Regions from separate parts of the Mus musculus genome. Here region 2 is linked to region 1. The links are chromatin contacts, called in public capture Hi-C maps. All regions are on one chromosome and are shown on one strand. The core of a region is the stretch at or near the end of the contact, and the rest is flanking DNA. Distances in the headings are between cores, read along the strand shown.

Region 1 (7,043 bases), core at 2,101-4,600:
CTCTTCTTCTTATCCTCTACTGCTTCCTATCTGCCTCAGCTCACAGTGAACGTTCTTCTCTCTAAACCCCTCAGGACCCCCACCACCATCTCTGATGCTTTCTATTTCTCTAAGTGCTTAGCATCTGGCTATTTGATCACATTATTTAGTAGCCTTCAAGGTCTGTATAACTGGTAATCGTTTCACTGCAGACTATAAAGTAGTCCCTGGAAATCTCAGGAATTCCTAAAGTAACATGCAGAGGGGGGGGGGGGGAAGGGGGAGAGAGAGAGAGAGAGAGAGAGAGAGAGAGAGAGAGATTTTTAGCCTGATCACGTTCACGTTGTTGCCCTTTAAAAGGAGGTGTATATCAGATGGACTGAATTCCAAAGGATGTAAAACAGAAAATTGTTCAAATTATTTCCATCATCAAGCTGATGACATCTGGTGAATGTAGATGTCAGTGGTAATACTTAAGGCCAGGCTGCCAGGTTTCCTGGCTTCTGGGAACGTGAGTGCTTGAAGTGAGTCAGGGATACTTAAGATAGATGACACAGCGCTGGCATAGGTTGGTGCGATGGCAGGGAGTGGTGGGGATGGGATGGGTGAGCCACTGAGCGTGAACCAAGCTAAAGGTAGCAGCCAGGCTGGAGACATGGCTTGGAGTCCAGCAATTAATTGCCTAGCACTCTCAAAGCCTTGAGGGCTATCCCCGTTAACACAGAAATAGAACAATAAAAGAGATGGTTCCTGTTTCTGAGGGCCACATGGTGTTGGTCAGCACACATGGAAGTCCCTGCTGCTGTGCCCGCAGCTCCTCAAGAGAAGCCAAAAGTCCCACCTGTTTATATCACGTCTTCCGGTTTCTTTTAATGTTGACAGCCAATTAAAACTTACAGTTCAGTGTAGGTCAAACTTTCAAGTGTACTTTCAACTAAGTTAAGAGCTTTCTGGTGAGATACAGTCTACAACCTCTCCCATCAAAAACTACGGGAGAGGGGGCTGTGGCAGTGACTCAGCAGTTAAGGACACTTGTTATTCTTCCAGAGGACCAGAGTTCGGTTCCCAGTACCCACATCAGGCAGTTCACAGTGGCCTGTATGTAACTCCAGCTCTATGTTATGAGAGCTATGTTATATGTTATGTCTATGTTATATAACGTCTATATGTTAACGTGCACACACACACATATAGATAAAGCAAATGTAAATATAAATCTTTAAAAGCTGTAGGAGAGGGCTGGTGAGGTAGCTCAGTGGTTAAAAATACTTTTAACCACTTTTCCAGAGGTCCTGAGTTCAATTCCTAGCAACCACACAGGGGCTCACCACCATCTATAAAGCGATCTGATGCCCTCTGCTGGCATAAAGGTGTATATGCAGACAGAGCACTCAGACATTAACAAAAAATAAAAATTAAATCAAAACTACAGCAGAGACAAGAAATACATGTTTAAAACTGGAAAAATGAGGTTCTTAAGACTTTTAAGGAAGTCAAATGTAAGCTTGAGAGTCAAAGTTCACTGTGCATGGCCCTCCCTCCCTCCCTTTCGCCTTCTGTTGTCTGTCACTTGCCTGGTTCTCTGCCTCCACTCCTACCCTGGCTAGGACACAGCTCCAGACTATGTCACCCACCCCTGTGTTGAATGGATTCTTCTAGAAGGAGTTTCAGGACACTGGGTGCCTCTCCCAGGCAGGGCAGAAACCTGCTGTGCTTAACTGACTCTCACACCCCAAGTCTCAAGTGTGTCATTCATGGTCACTGTTTAGACCCATGCGCCTAGGACACAGCCGAGAGAGGAACTTTGTTGGGGCTCCCCAGGTGTGTCACTCGAAGTAGCTCTAATCTGAAACCACCTTATTCATCCAGAAAAACTGACCCACTTTGGTGCTTCATTTCCATGGCTTTCTGGTGAGCTAACTTCCTGTTTCTCTGAGCAATGGGTCCACCTCCTCCTTTTAAAGGCCACCGGTTCCAAGTTAAATATCTAGGTAAACATCGTGGGCTGGAGGGCTTGGGGCCAAAAGTGAAGCATTTCTCCTAGAGACTGAGACAGTGCGTTGTCTGTCACTATCTCCCTGCCAGGAGAACTGGGCTTGACAGTGGAGGACTAGCCCAAGCCATGCAGCCTCAGAGCAGGAGGAGACACCCTCAGTGGTTTGGGTGGCAGGTGCCACCCCTCCGAGCCCCACGCTTAGACAGAACCCCTGCGTGAATTACATCCCAGCCTTTCCTTTGCGCATCTTTTGGCTTAATTTCCTGGATTTCCTCAGATGGTGTTTGCTCATGTGTTGAGCATTTTGCCGATATTACAACAGGAAGAAGCCTGTAGCAGATAGAGTCGGAAAGATGCTGGGATTTCATGGCAACTTCCAGGCTGTGTTTAAATGGAAGTCTCTGGCCTAACCTTAGATGGGTACATAGTTCTGTGTTCGTGGTTCTGTGTTCAGGTCTGTGTTCAGGTCTATACCTGTGAAAGTGGCAACCCTTCCCTCAGTGCCTAGGGGTGACAGGCTGACAGCAGTCTGCCCTGTTCTCATGCATTCTTTCAACTTTGAGCTGAACACAAGCTCAGTACTGGCTTGTCACTTGCTGAAGCCCAGCACAATTGTTAGTTCTCTCAGAAGCCAGCATGTCTCGGGGGCCTCTTGCAGAATCTAGAGCAGTGGGGTCCAACCTTTGACAGGACACTGAATCTGTAATACCTTGGGCTTCATTCACAGCTGTCCTTGGCTGGAGTGTGGCCTGTGGGCCAAGACTTAGACAAGTTTATCTATCCATGCTTGATTCTGTTTTGGTGGTGTTTAAACTTTTGAGGAGGGGGTCTTTTTATGTAGCTCAAACTGCTCTTAAACTCAAGGTCTGCTTCCCAAGTGCTGGGATTATAGCTTTGGAATTCCATCCCACCCAGGCAATCTCTGTGTTCTAGAAGGAATTAACAAGCTGTGGTTTCAGCCTCCCTCCCCACAAGACATCAAAAGTCACTCTGTCTAATTAAAAAAAAAAAAAAAAAGGAAACTAAATGAGCACTTGCAGCTATATGCACCATGTTACTATTCATCGGATAATTAGATGGAATTTTTTTTCATATTTAAACTGTTGATTCTAGGATCTTGGCAAACAGAATCATCTGCGGGTGAAGCTTTTAGGAGCCAAGGAAAAAAATCCCAGGATGGCTGGAAGAGCCCCTATGCGCTCTATCAGGGCAGTTCATCTGCCCAAAGATGACACAAAACAGGACTGTGACCAGAGTGTCCACAGAGTCTCTGTGGCCTTTTCATCTGGTCCATGTATGTCTTTGGGTAGAGCACACACAGTCCCTGCGTCACAAACTAAATTGCATGTCTTTTCTTTTGTTCAGTAAGTAGGGCTCCAGCAGTGGCCACAACAAGCAGCCCTACCCCCTGTGGAGCTTGTGCTCTGGACCCGGAGGCCCAGAGATGAAGCAGGGAGGTTACCGAGAAGCAAATGGCGCAATATAACACTTTGCACTGCTTTGCATGCCCCCAGAATATATAGCAACCAGGACTCCTGACTTCCCTCCCAAACCCAGGTCTCTGTTCCTATTGTCGGCTCATGGTCAGTGCTGAGAATGGGAGGCAGTCCTAAGGATAGGTTACTTCTGGCTCACAGGTCTTCTCTGTAAAGGGTCAAATAATGTCTGCAGGCCACACAGTATCTATCATAATGTTTACTCTACACTGCAGCATAGAAGCACCTGTGGGCAAGTTGTAATAAGTGAAAGTGTGTTTCAATAAAACTTTATTTATAAGAACAAGTAGCAGACTGCATTTACCCATGAGCCATGGTTTATTGACTTTAGGTTCAACATGAGTACTCTGGAATCAAATCTTGGTCTTGCCAGTTCTTAACGGTATAACCTCTCTTAAGTGTATGGCAGTAATGTCAGCACTTAGATGAATTATTTTTAAGATTAAACCAGTAGAGAAGTTCTTAAAGCACACTTACTATATAACTGTTTGTTTCTAACAGATAGCCACCACTGTCAGTGTAGTTTAATGTAGAAAGTGGTTCTTGCCTAGATATCTTTATTTGAAGTTATTTTAAAGTTTTGTCACAATGAATGCATTTTCATGTTGAAATTATGTTCCACATATTGATTGGATTCTCTGCCATGCCATCTGCTCTATTATGACAGAGGTAGGAGAGACCCTTGTCAGCCTTTGTCATATCTTCAAGGGAAAAAGACCCTTGTGTGTGTGTCTTTCAGACCCTGAATGCAGATGGATGTCTAGATACAGTGTGTCTGTAAAATGAGTTCTGAAACACATTGTATCTATAAATCAGGCATAATGAGTCTGAGGTTGTATCAGATGAGCCCTGATATCCATGACTACTAGAAGTGAAGATTGGATCCCATACTCCACTCAGACTTCTCAACTCAGTGGTTTTGTTTTGGGTCCTGAGTAAATACTCAAACGTGAACTTATCTGACAGGTGATTGACAGGGACCACTCGCCAGACATAAACAAGAGCAGAGCCATACCCAGAGTGACCTCTAGCAGGGCATCAGAGAGCTGACTAGGTTAGCAAAGCACATTGTGTCTCTTTACTGCCAGTTCCTTCCGTGAAAGCCCAGCGCTTTCTGTGAATAATTGTGCTGATCTTTTACAGAAGTCAAACATAAAAATTGTTCATCTGAGAAGGAAGGAAACAATATTTTGAGGCCACAATTTTCTCCTCCTCTTCCTGTTCCTCCTCCTCCCCCCTCCCCCTCTCCCTCTCCCTCCTCTTCCTCCTCCTCCTCCTCTTCCTCCTCCTCCTCCTTCTTCTTCTTCTTCTCTCTCTCTCTCTCTCATTGGTTCATTTCATTGGTTGGCTGTTTTTCCCATACAGGGTCTTTTGTAGCCCGATTGGCCTTAAACTCACTGTAGCTGAGGGTGACCTTGAACCCCAGATTCTCCTGCCACTGCCTTTGAGTACTGGTATATGACCTAGACCATTGTTTTGGCTAAGCTGACTAGGCAGTGAGCCCATATGATCCACATGCTCCTTTCCATTCTGGGCTTATAGGTGAGTGTCACCATACGTAGCCTTTGGATGAACACTGGGGATCTAGGCTCTAGTCTTCATGTTTGAATAGTCAGCACTTTAACCAATGAGCTATCTCTCCAGCCCCAATCTTGGATAAGTTCCCTAAACTCTGACCTCTGTTTTTCTTGTTTATGAATGAGGAGAGGGATAGCACCTACTGAGTACATGAGGATTAAATATTTTTTGTTTTGTTTTGTTTTGTTTTGCTTTGCTTTGCTTTTGTTGTTGTTGTTTTTTTTTTTTTTTTTTTTTTTTTTTTTTTTTTTTGAGACAGGGTTTCTCTGTGTAGCCCTGGCTGTCCTGGAATTCACTCTGTAGACCAGGCCTGCCTCTGCCTCCTGAGTGCTGGGATTAAAGGTGTGTGCCATTGCTATGTAAGTTTATACAAATTCCTAGGATCATAGTAAGGCCTCATTCCATGTTAGCCAGGCCTCCATTCCTTTCCTTTAGGTATATGACTATGTGAAGTGGACATCGCTTACTAAGGTTAGGAAGTAGTTAACGCTGATGCTGCGGTTTGGAAGTTCTGTGTGTTGTTTGTTTTGTTTTGTGTGCAATGGAGGTACAGTGAGATAAGAGGATTCCTGTTTAGAGCCTCTCAAGTTTCAGTCAAGGTATGATTGTTGAAACCAGACCAGTGAGTTGGTATCCTAGTATTCCCATCTCCTTGGAGCCTGAAATCAAACTCCGATGCTCCTGTCTTGGTCATGTTTGCAGCAGAAAGGTTGTAAAGATCGCTGGATCCCTTCACTCAGCAGCTTGTTCCTTCTGCCTTCTTTCTCTTTGATCCTGGTACTCAGGAGGCTGCTGAAGGGCACTGGAATGTGAGCACTTCCCTGATTACAGGCAGTGTCCCTTCTGAGGGACCTGCCTTCGAAAGCTAATGCTATCAGACCTGACTCCCCACCATAAGCACCTGGGCCCAGGCACAGAACAGCAAGCCAAGCCCCTCGTGGTAAATCAGATTTTCCCAGCCTTAGACTATGTGGATTCGTCCTTTATAACTGACTTCACATCCACCTCTCCTCTCACATGGTCGAAGAGGACCAGGAGCTCTTGTGTCCATTGGTTGAGTCAGCCCAGATCAACCACATCTGTTCACTGCTTATAATTTCAGCACGGCACTGACCAAATGATCACATAGTCATGAGTCCCAGAAAGCAAATTCCTACATTTTCCTCTGATTGAAAATCCTCTCAGGCTGCACTGTATAATTTGACAGGGGCTGGTCATACGAGACCTTGGAGTATTTAAAATATGTACAGGCTTAAGCTGGGCATAATGGTGCATGCTTATTATCAAAGCACATGGGAGACAGAAAGAGAATCGGACCTTCCTTTGCTATGTAGTGAGTTCAAAGCCAGCCTAGATTACGTAAGACTACATCTCAAAACAAAACTAAACTTATGTGTAGTCAGATGTCAAATAAGTCGTTAATATAAAATATGCAAGCTTTCAAAGGCATAGTAACATGAAAAGTGTAAAATATTGTAATAATAACTCCATGGCTAATATATACTGAAGTAATATCTTGGATATAATTGGTTAAATATAGCACATGGCCAAAGATTTTAATTATCATAGGTATTTTATGCTATAACCCCATATGAACATTAAGCATAACTCTAAGTTAATTTCAACTATTTCTTATGTTGTTAATGCATTTTCTAGAAACTTAAAAACAACATGTATACATATGTATGTGTATTTCTATTGTACATGGCATATCTAGAATACTCCTCTCTGTTATTGAAAACAGTATTTGATGGGCCAACAAGATGGCTCACCAGGTAAAGGCACTTGCTACCAAGTTGGATGACCCATGTTCAATCCCTGAGGCCCACGTGGTGGGAGGAGAGAACTGACTCCCACAGGCTGCTTTTTACCTCCACACTTAGGCTATAGCCCACAGGTGCAGGCATACCCATGCCATATAGCCCACTCGTCAAGATCAGGCAGCAGCCTTCAATCGTGTCCTCTCCTTTCTCCCTTGACCAAAGCAGGGTCTT
Region 2 (7,043 bases), core at 3,319-5,818, 1.3 Mb before region 1:
ATATTTTTGGCGGAGTGAATCAGATTCCCAAAAGGACATGCCGGAAATTCCATAAGGTACCTTAGTTTCATTCTATTGCTGTGATAAATATCATGACCATAAGACAACTCTGGGAAGAAAGCTTATACTTTCAGTTTATTCTTCCCAATCACAGTTACTGAGGGACATCAAGGCAGAAACTAAGATAGAAACCATGGAGGGATAATGCTGTTTACTGCCTTTCTCACTGGCTAGGCTCAGCTCGCTTTCTATATAGTTCAGGACCACCTGCCTAGGAATGGTGATGCCCAAAGTGGGCTGGGATTCCTTTATCAATTAACAATCCCAGATGACAATGCCCCACAGATATGTGCCACAGCCAGTCTGATCAACTGGGATTCCCTCTTCCCACGTGACTCTAGGTTGTGTAAAGTTGGCAGCAAAAATTAACCAGGACATGAGGCTGACATATCTGGTATGTCAGGGTTTTAATCTGGTATATCAGGGTTTTTACGGATTTTAATTCTTTAAAACTGGTCCATGCCTATCCACATCCATCCATCACATCAAGTCAGGCTTAATCTTTGCAAATTCCTCATTAGCATATATTAATATTGCAGAATATTGTATTACATTGTGATGGTTTCATACACACTTGGAAGGCCTTCTCTCCTCCTCTTCCCCTACTCTCCTTCCTTCCTTCCCTTCTTAGCCCTACTCTCCCCATCCCTCCTTCCTAGTAGGCCAGTGTTCTGAGATATATCCTCAGCTCTTTAAAAAACTTGTTTGCTTTGAGACAGGGTCTCACTGTATTTTCTAAGCTGGATCCTCCTGTCTCAGCCTCTTGAGAAACTGGGATCCCAGGCCCATGCCACCAGGCTTGTTTTACTTTCTGGGTTCTTGAGCCCCATTGTTGAGTATAATTTCCACCCTCACAATCCACCTCCTTTCTTCCCAATTAGATCTGGGACACAGTTAACAAAGCAAAGAGACCTGCTGCAAAGGCATTTGAGACTTCTGTCTGGCCCCCTTTATGGGTGCTGTTTTGATGCTGTGGGTGTTGCTGGGCCATGGGGAGCCATGGGTACCCTTTGATGGCTTGATGCGTTCTGCCCTGCTGTTTGTGGCCTATCCTAAGAAGCTTACCGTCTCATTTTGTTTTTCTTCTCTAGGAAAATTATGATTTCTTGAACAAGAAGATTAATTACAAGTGGGATTTTGTCATCATGCAGGCCAAAGAGCAGTACCGGTGAGTGTGAAGTGGGCACAGGAGTTCTTTCTCTACTGGCTGTCTCTTCTCTCTCCTTCCTGGCTCCTTTGTTTTATTTATTTATTTATTTATTTATTTATTTATTTATTTATTTATTGGTGTGTGTCTATGCTTGTCTCTGTGTGTACTCAGGCTAGAAGATAACTTTGCTGATCTTTCAGGTGCCAACTACCTTACTGTCTGAAAATGAATCTTTCTCATTGACTCGAAACTTTCTAGTCCCAAGTAATCCAGGTTGGCAGGCCAGAGAACTCCAGGGATCTGTCTGTCTTTCCCTCTCCTATTCTGGAATTACAAGTACATGAAACCAGCCTAGCTTAAAACATTTATCTATTTTTAGGTGGGCACTGGAAGATCAGACTCAGAGCCTCATGCTTGGGAGGCGAACACTTCACCAACGGACAGGGCATCCCATTCCCCCCCCCCCCCCCGTTTCCTTTGATTACAACCAACTTAGAATGAGCATCTGTGTGATAAACACCAGGCTGGGGCTAGGGAACATCAGCCCCTCAGGTCAGGCAGATGAAGGAACAGGCCACACACAGTACTGTGACATAAGGGTCATGAGATGAGCAGGGGTTTGTAGAGGGAGCTGTGGAAATAGAATCTCTAAGCTATGGAGGATGTTGGTGGTGGGTGGAGAGGAAGGGTGAGGAGGAAGAAAGGGAGGATGTTCCAGGCATGTAGAACTAAGGAGACAGTAGAGTGTCCTGTGTGGGCATCTTGTGTGGCTGGAGCAGAATGTGAAATGTAGACTGAACAACTCACAGATTCTACAAGGTTCACTTCTTTTTTCTTCCTTTCCCCTTCCCCTTCCCCTTCTTCCCCTTCCCCTTCTTCCCCTTCCCCTTCTTCCCCTTCCCCTTCTTCCCCTTCCCCTTCTTCCCCTTCTTCCCCTTCCCCTTCTTCCCCTTCTTCCCCTTCTTCCCCTTCCCCTTCTTCCCCTTCTTCCCCTTCTTCCCCTTCCCCTTCTTCCCCTTCTTCTTCCCCTTCTTCCCCTTCTTCTTCCCCTTCTTCCCCTTCCCCTTCCCCTTCTTCCCCTCCCCCTTCCTCTCCCCCTCCTCCCTTTCCCCTTCTTCCCCTTCTTCCCCTTCCCCTTCTTCCCCTCCCCCTTCCTCTCCCCCTCCTCCCTTTCCCCTTCTTCCCCTTCCCTTCCCCTTCCCTTTCTCTCTCTCTCTCTCTCTCTCTCTCTCTCTCTCTCTCTCTCTCTCTCTCTCTCTCTCCCTCTCAAAGATTTATTTATTATATGTAAGTACACTGTAGATTGTGAGCCACCATGTAGTTGCTGGGATTTGAACTCAGGACCTCTGGAAGGGCAGTCAGTGCTCTTAACTGCTGAGCCATCTCTCCAGCCCACAAGGTTCATTTCTTGCTCGTCTTATGTCTACTGTAGGCTATCTGCAGCTTAGACATGCCTTCTCTTACTTCAGGACCTAGGGTGGCAAGCCTAGGAACCAATGTGAGGTCATAGTATGCAGGAGTGAAGGGTTTATTTTGGCCCACACTTTGTGGTCACAGTCCATCACGGCAGGGAAATCATGACGGCAGGAGCGTGAGGCAGCCTGTCCCCCTGCAGCCGCCCTCAGGAAGCACTGGTGCTCAGCTTGCCTTGACGTCTCTGTTCAGTCCAGACCATGTGATGGTGCAGCCCACGTTCAAGAGGGGTTTTCCCACCTCAGTTAAACTTCTCTAGAAACTCCCTCATGGGCACGGCCACATAGTTGCCTCTTAGGTAATTCTGATCCAGACAAGTTGACAATAACAATTGACCGGCATGCTCACATGTGGCACTGGTGAGAGATCTGCCATTGCTTTCTTAGCCACTAACCTGTTCCTGTCTGACGTATTTGAGACAAAGAAACGTGGAGGGAACTTTCTAACACGCCATTGACATTTGTTTACAAGGCTTCTTTTGGTGTTCACAGGTGCCATCTTATTTTAACTTGGTGTGGCAGAAAGGCTCGGGGTCATAGTCCTTGTCCCTCCTGATCTTTTTAGTTGGGAAATGGAGGCTCGGAGAGGCTAACACTACTTGGTCAGGGTCACTTGGTTGGGCTAGAATGACTCAATTCTATTCAGCATAACACTTTTGTGTTTCTAGTGGGTTCCAGCCCTAAGCTGAGCCCAGGAGCAAGGAGATGGAATTGTCTCTTTCCCCAGCCCCTCCATGCCCTCTGCTACTTCTGTGCTCTGAGTGGGACAATCTCAGCCACCCACACCCTGACAAAACCCTTCCAGGAGCTGCCGCTCAGAGCTGTCTCAGTGGCTCCCACTTTCCTCCTCCAGAAGTCCTAGATAAGTCTGAGTACCCAGACTCTTCAGAGATTCCTCTCCTCACTTGAGGCTCTGTGGGACAGGGAATTCCTAAAAGACTCCTTTCTTCTGAGACACCAGTGTCCCCTTAACTCCATGACTTAACTCATGGATTTTAGATGTGGAATCCTACCACAAAACTAGATGGGCCATGTGGGCTTGCCTGTAGAGAGAGTTTTTGTCATGCTGAGCCCCTCCCGCTGTGTGTGTGTGTGTGTGTGTGTGTGTGTTCTTCCTCTTCCTTTTTTTCCTCCTCTTGTGGCTATGTGACTTGCTCATTCTTTTGTGGCCCAGCCTCGTAAATTACACACGCTATGCCCGACACTCTAGTGGTGGAAGTCAGCATAAAACTCCACCTGGTTCTAAGCGGGAGGGGAAACAGACCCCTCCATCCACAGGAAGGGCCTGGAGACACATTTCTGAATCACTACAGAGACCGTTTTTGATTTTGCTTCTGTTTTCATAATGTTTTCTCACAGTACGAACACCACAGGCAAGTCTGTATTTACTTGAGTACTCTTGCAACGCTTAGACTAAAAACCACTCAAAGGCTGGAGCTATGTTTTGACTCCCAGTAATTGGAACATAGTAGGAGATCAATAAATCCATGAATGAGCAGAAGATTAAACAAATGGAATTGTGAAAAAAAAAGTCACATGAGCAACTCGATGAATTCCTTATTTACTGGCTCTTTGGGATCTGTCACAGCTCTCCTGACCTCCGCACAGTGCTGCTGCTGAGCAAGTCCAGACAGGCCAGCTGGTCTCATTAAAGATGGGCTCCATTTACAAGGCTGGCTAGTATTATAGAAACCACGCAAACCTCAGGGTGCTTGTGGTCCATCCTCCCGAGGACTCCGGCTGGTTACGCTGGTAGAAAATCCATTAGGTTGTTAAGGGGAATAGGGGCAACAATGTTTCTATTTAATTTCCAGAGGAGGTTGGTAGAACACCCTCCTGGAATGGCTGCGCTGCTCACCCATCTGGCTCTCTGGATGCTATTATGCTCTTCACAGAACATTAACGAGGAAGTAAATCCACCACCTCTGTGTGAGGAGGGTGTTTGCGTCATCTCGTGTTGCCCGTTGCCTGGGAAAACAGACGTTAATAAATGTGAGCACAGCTAGCCTTGGAAGTGGGACTGGTGCTCTTGGCGTGATAATGAGTACTTCTTCCCTTCCGGAGGGGGAGGCCCGGCATCACTTCCTCCTGCGGTGGCAAAGGGGAGATGATTAGACAAAACAGGATAACCTTTTACAGTCCCCAGCAGGACTGAGAAAAGGCTATGACTTGTCACCGCCTCACTGGAGGGACAGGGAAGGACAAACAGGAGAAAAATAGGACTTCCTGAGACACTCGTTGCTCCAGCATAGCTCTGGTGTGGATTGTTACCCATCTGCCTGTTGGGATGTTGATTATCTTGTTTGCTGAAGCAGGGAAACCAGTATGAAGTCAGGGAGGCCACTGGGTCACATGATCATCTCTGCTCGCTTCGTAGTGACTTTGGTGACAGATCTGATTCTGGAGCTGGTCATGGTGACAGCACCTAAGTCATGCAGCCCAGTACCATGAAGAAGTGGAACACATTCTCAATTCCCAGAGAGGATGCAGCAGCCCACCCCCCCCGCCCCCACATACAGGGCCTTCCACTCCTCCTCTTCCTTCATCTTTTGTACTTAACAGTGAGTGACAGACTGTTAAGGAGCCCACCAAGACAAAGGGACCTCACCAAGTTGCTAGGATCGAATGAGTCCATGCATGTTGGAACGGTACCCGGAGCAAAAGAGTGATGTGCTATTGGCAGTGCTTGCTGTGTTTTTTATGTACATTCTTTGAGCAGGTGGGGAAAGCGGTCCAGGTCATCAGGAATGGGGGTCATCTTAGACCTTAAGATGTGAAGCACTGCTCGCCCTGAGCCTAGCTTTTGTGTTGTTTTAGGACTGGAAAGGAAAGGAACAAAGCCGACAGGTACGCGCTGGACTGCCAGGAGAAGGCGTATTGGCTGGTGCACCGAAGTCCGGTAAGTAAGGCTTCCCTTTCTCCCCTGACTCCTCCCCATTCTGTGCTCACCGCAGCACAGCTGCCTCTGGCTTCCCACCTTCTTGTCGCCAACAAGAGTTGAACTGGATTATCTGGTGTGGGCTGCCTTGTGCTGTGTCTTCTTGGTGGGGTCCTTACAGCTTGTCTGTCAGTGTTAAGTACCAAGCAACGGGAATCGACTCATCTTTTGTGAGGGTTTGGAATTTTTGTTGTTGAGGTTTAAGGAAATAAGAAGATCTGGGAACACAGGTCCCGAATGAGAAAAAAAACAAGACACTGAGAGCAGAGATGATGTCCTGTGCATCTCCAGACAGACAGACAGACACAGATGTCCTGTGCATCTCCAGCTCTGTCTTTTCCTCCCTGGTCCAGGTCAGCAGCTGGGAAGGGAGGAAGACAGGAGGACTGAGCACGCTTCTCAAGCTTCTCATTGCTCGGAGCACCTTGCTTCTTTGGCTTTTGGACTTCTATTTATTTTATGTGTATGAATGGTTTGCACTCATGCACGTATGTGCACCAGGTGTGTGCCTGGTGCCCCCCAGAGATCAGAAAAGGGTCTCGGATCCTCTGGTACTGGAGTTATAGATGTTTCTGGATCATACCTGTATATGGTGCTGGGAGCGGAGCCTGGCTCTTCTGAAAGATCAGCAGTGCTCTTTACCCATGAGCCATCTCTACAACCCAACTTTGGGACTTCCAATGGCTCCAACTTGGCTCCAAGAGACAGGTTGGCCACAATGGATGTAACCTGTCCCAGCTTGGTATTAGGAAATGGCAGTCTCATTTCCCAGCATTCCACTAGAGTTATCTCAGCTGCCTCAGTTTCCCTCTTGGGTTATAGAAAGTGCGAGAGGTTGACAGAGACTCCGGAAAGTGAAGCATCAAATGTTCTTATCAAAACAAATGTTCTTTCTCCTCCTCTTTTATTGACCTTGCCTCGCAATGACCAGACATGCTCAGAACAGGAAGTGAATGGAGTCAGGAATGGTGTTAAAGCCTGGCCACTCTCCCTTTCAGAGTCTGGCTGGCTTGCCCATCTTTGTCTGTCTCCAACAGATTGTTCTTAAGGTGTAGCCACCATGGTGCACGATTTGAATGTTGTCTTGCTGAAGCGAATGTTCTGGGCTTGATTCCTCAGTAGCTTGCTTGGTTGATCTTAGCTTCAGGGGTCGTCTTCAAGAAAAAAACTGATTTTTAGCTTCCCGACCCAGATTCCTGGGGGTTGACTGTGGAAGACTGAGCCCGGAGTCCTAGAGCATCCGGGCCTCCACAGTGGATGTTTGGAGAGAGAGCTTGTTTTGTGACTTCTCTGTGTTTTAGATGCAGCTTGTCGAGGTTGAGAGGAAATGGTAGGTTCACACTTACCTTCTGAGCTGGCCCCTGTACTTCATGGCTCTAAAGTGAGCCATTTTCCATCCTTCCTGAGTGGAGAATGGCTTTCC

The links. Capture Hi-C pulls out chosen DNA fragments and counts their contacts.
Region 2: a contact with region 1 is called in a capture Hi-C map of embryonic tail, with 16 times the contacts expected there. The contact joins two enhancer-like sites. A contact is called at or near these places in 1 of 39 promoter capture datasets (liver), 1 of 115 datasets of contacts at active chromatin or transcription factors (embryonic stem cells) and 1 of 9 other capture datasets (embryonic tail).

The regions. Positions count from the first base shown.
Region 1 is chr11:108,004,953-108,011,995 of GRCm38.p6, reverse strand. The region is part of intron 8 of Prkca (protein kinase C, alpha); the gene reads left to right. Among named protein-coding and RNA genes, the nearest start is that of Mir7223, 12 kb to the right of the region's middle. Within about 2 kb of position 3,350, at least 6 of the 459 cell types and tissues checked have an H3K27ac peak or open chromatin away from gene starts, as enhancers often do. A contact at or near this core is called in embryonic tail, where this site is marked.
Region 2 is chr11:109,267,461-109,274,503 of GRCm38.p6, reverse strand. Rgs9 (regulator of G-protein signaling 9) reads left to right here. Exons shown (of 19, transcript NM_011268.2): 7 at 1,152-1,228; 8 at 5,500-5,581. Among named protein-coding and RNA genes, the nearest start is that of Rgs9, 27 kb to the left of the region's middle. Within about 2 kb of position 4,568, at least 84 of the 459 cell types and tissues checked have an H3K27ac peak or open chromatin away from gene starts, as enhancers often do. A contact at or near this core is called in embryonic tail, where this site is marked.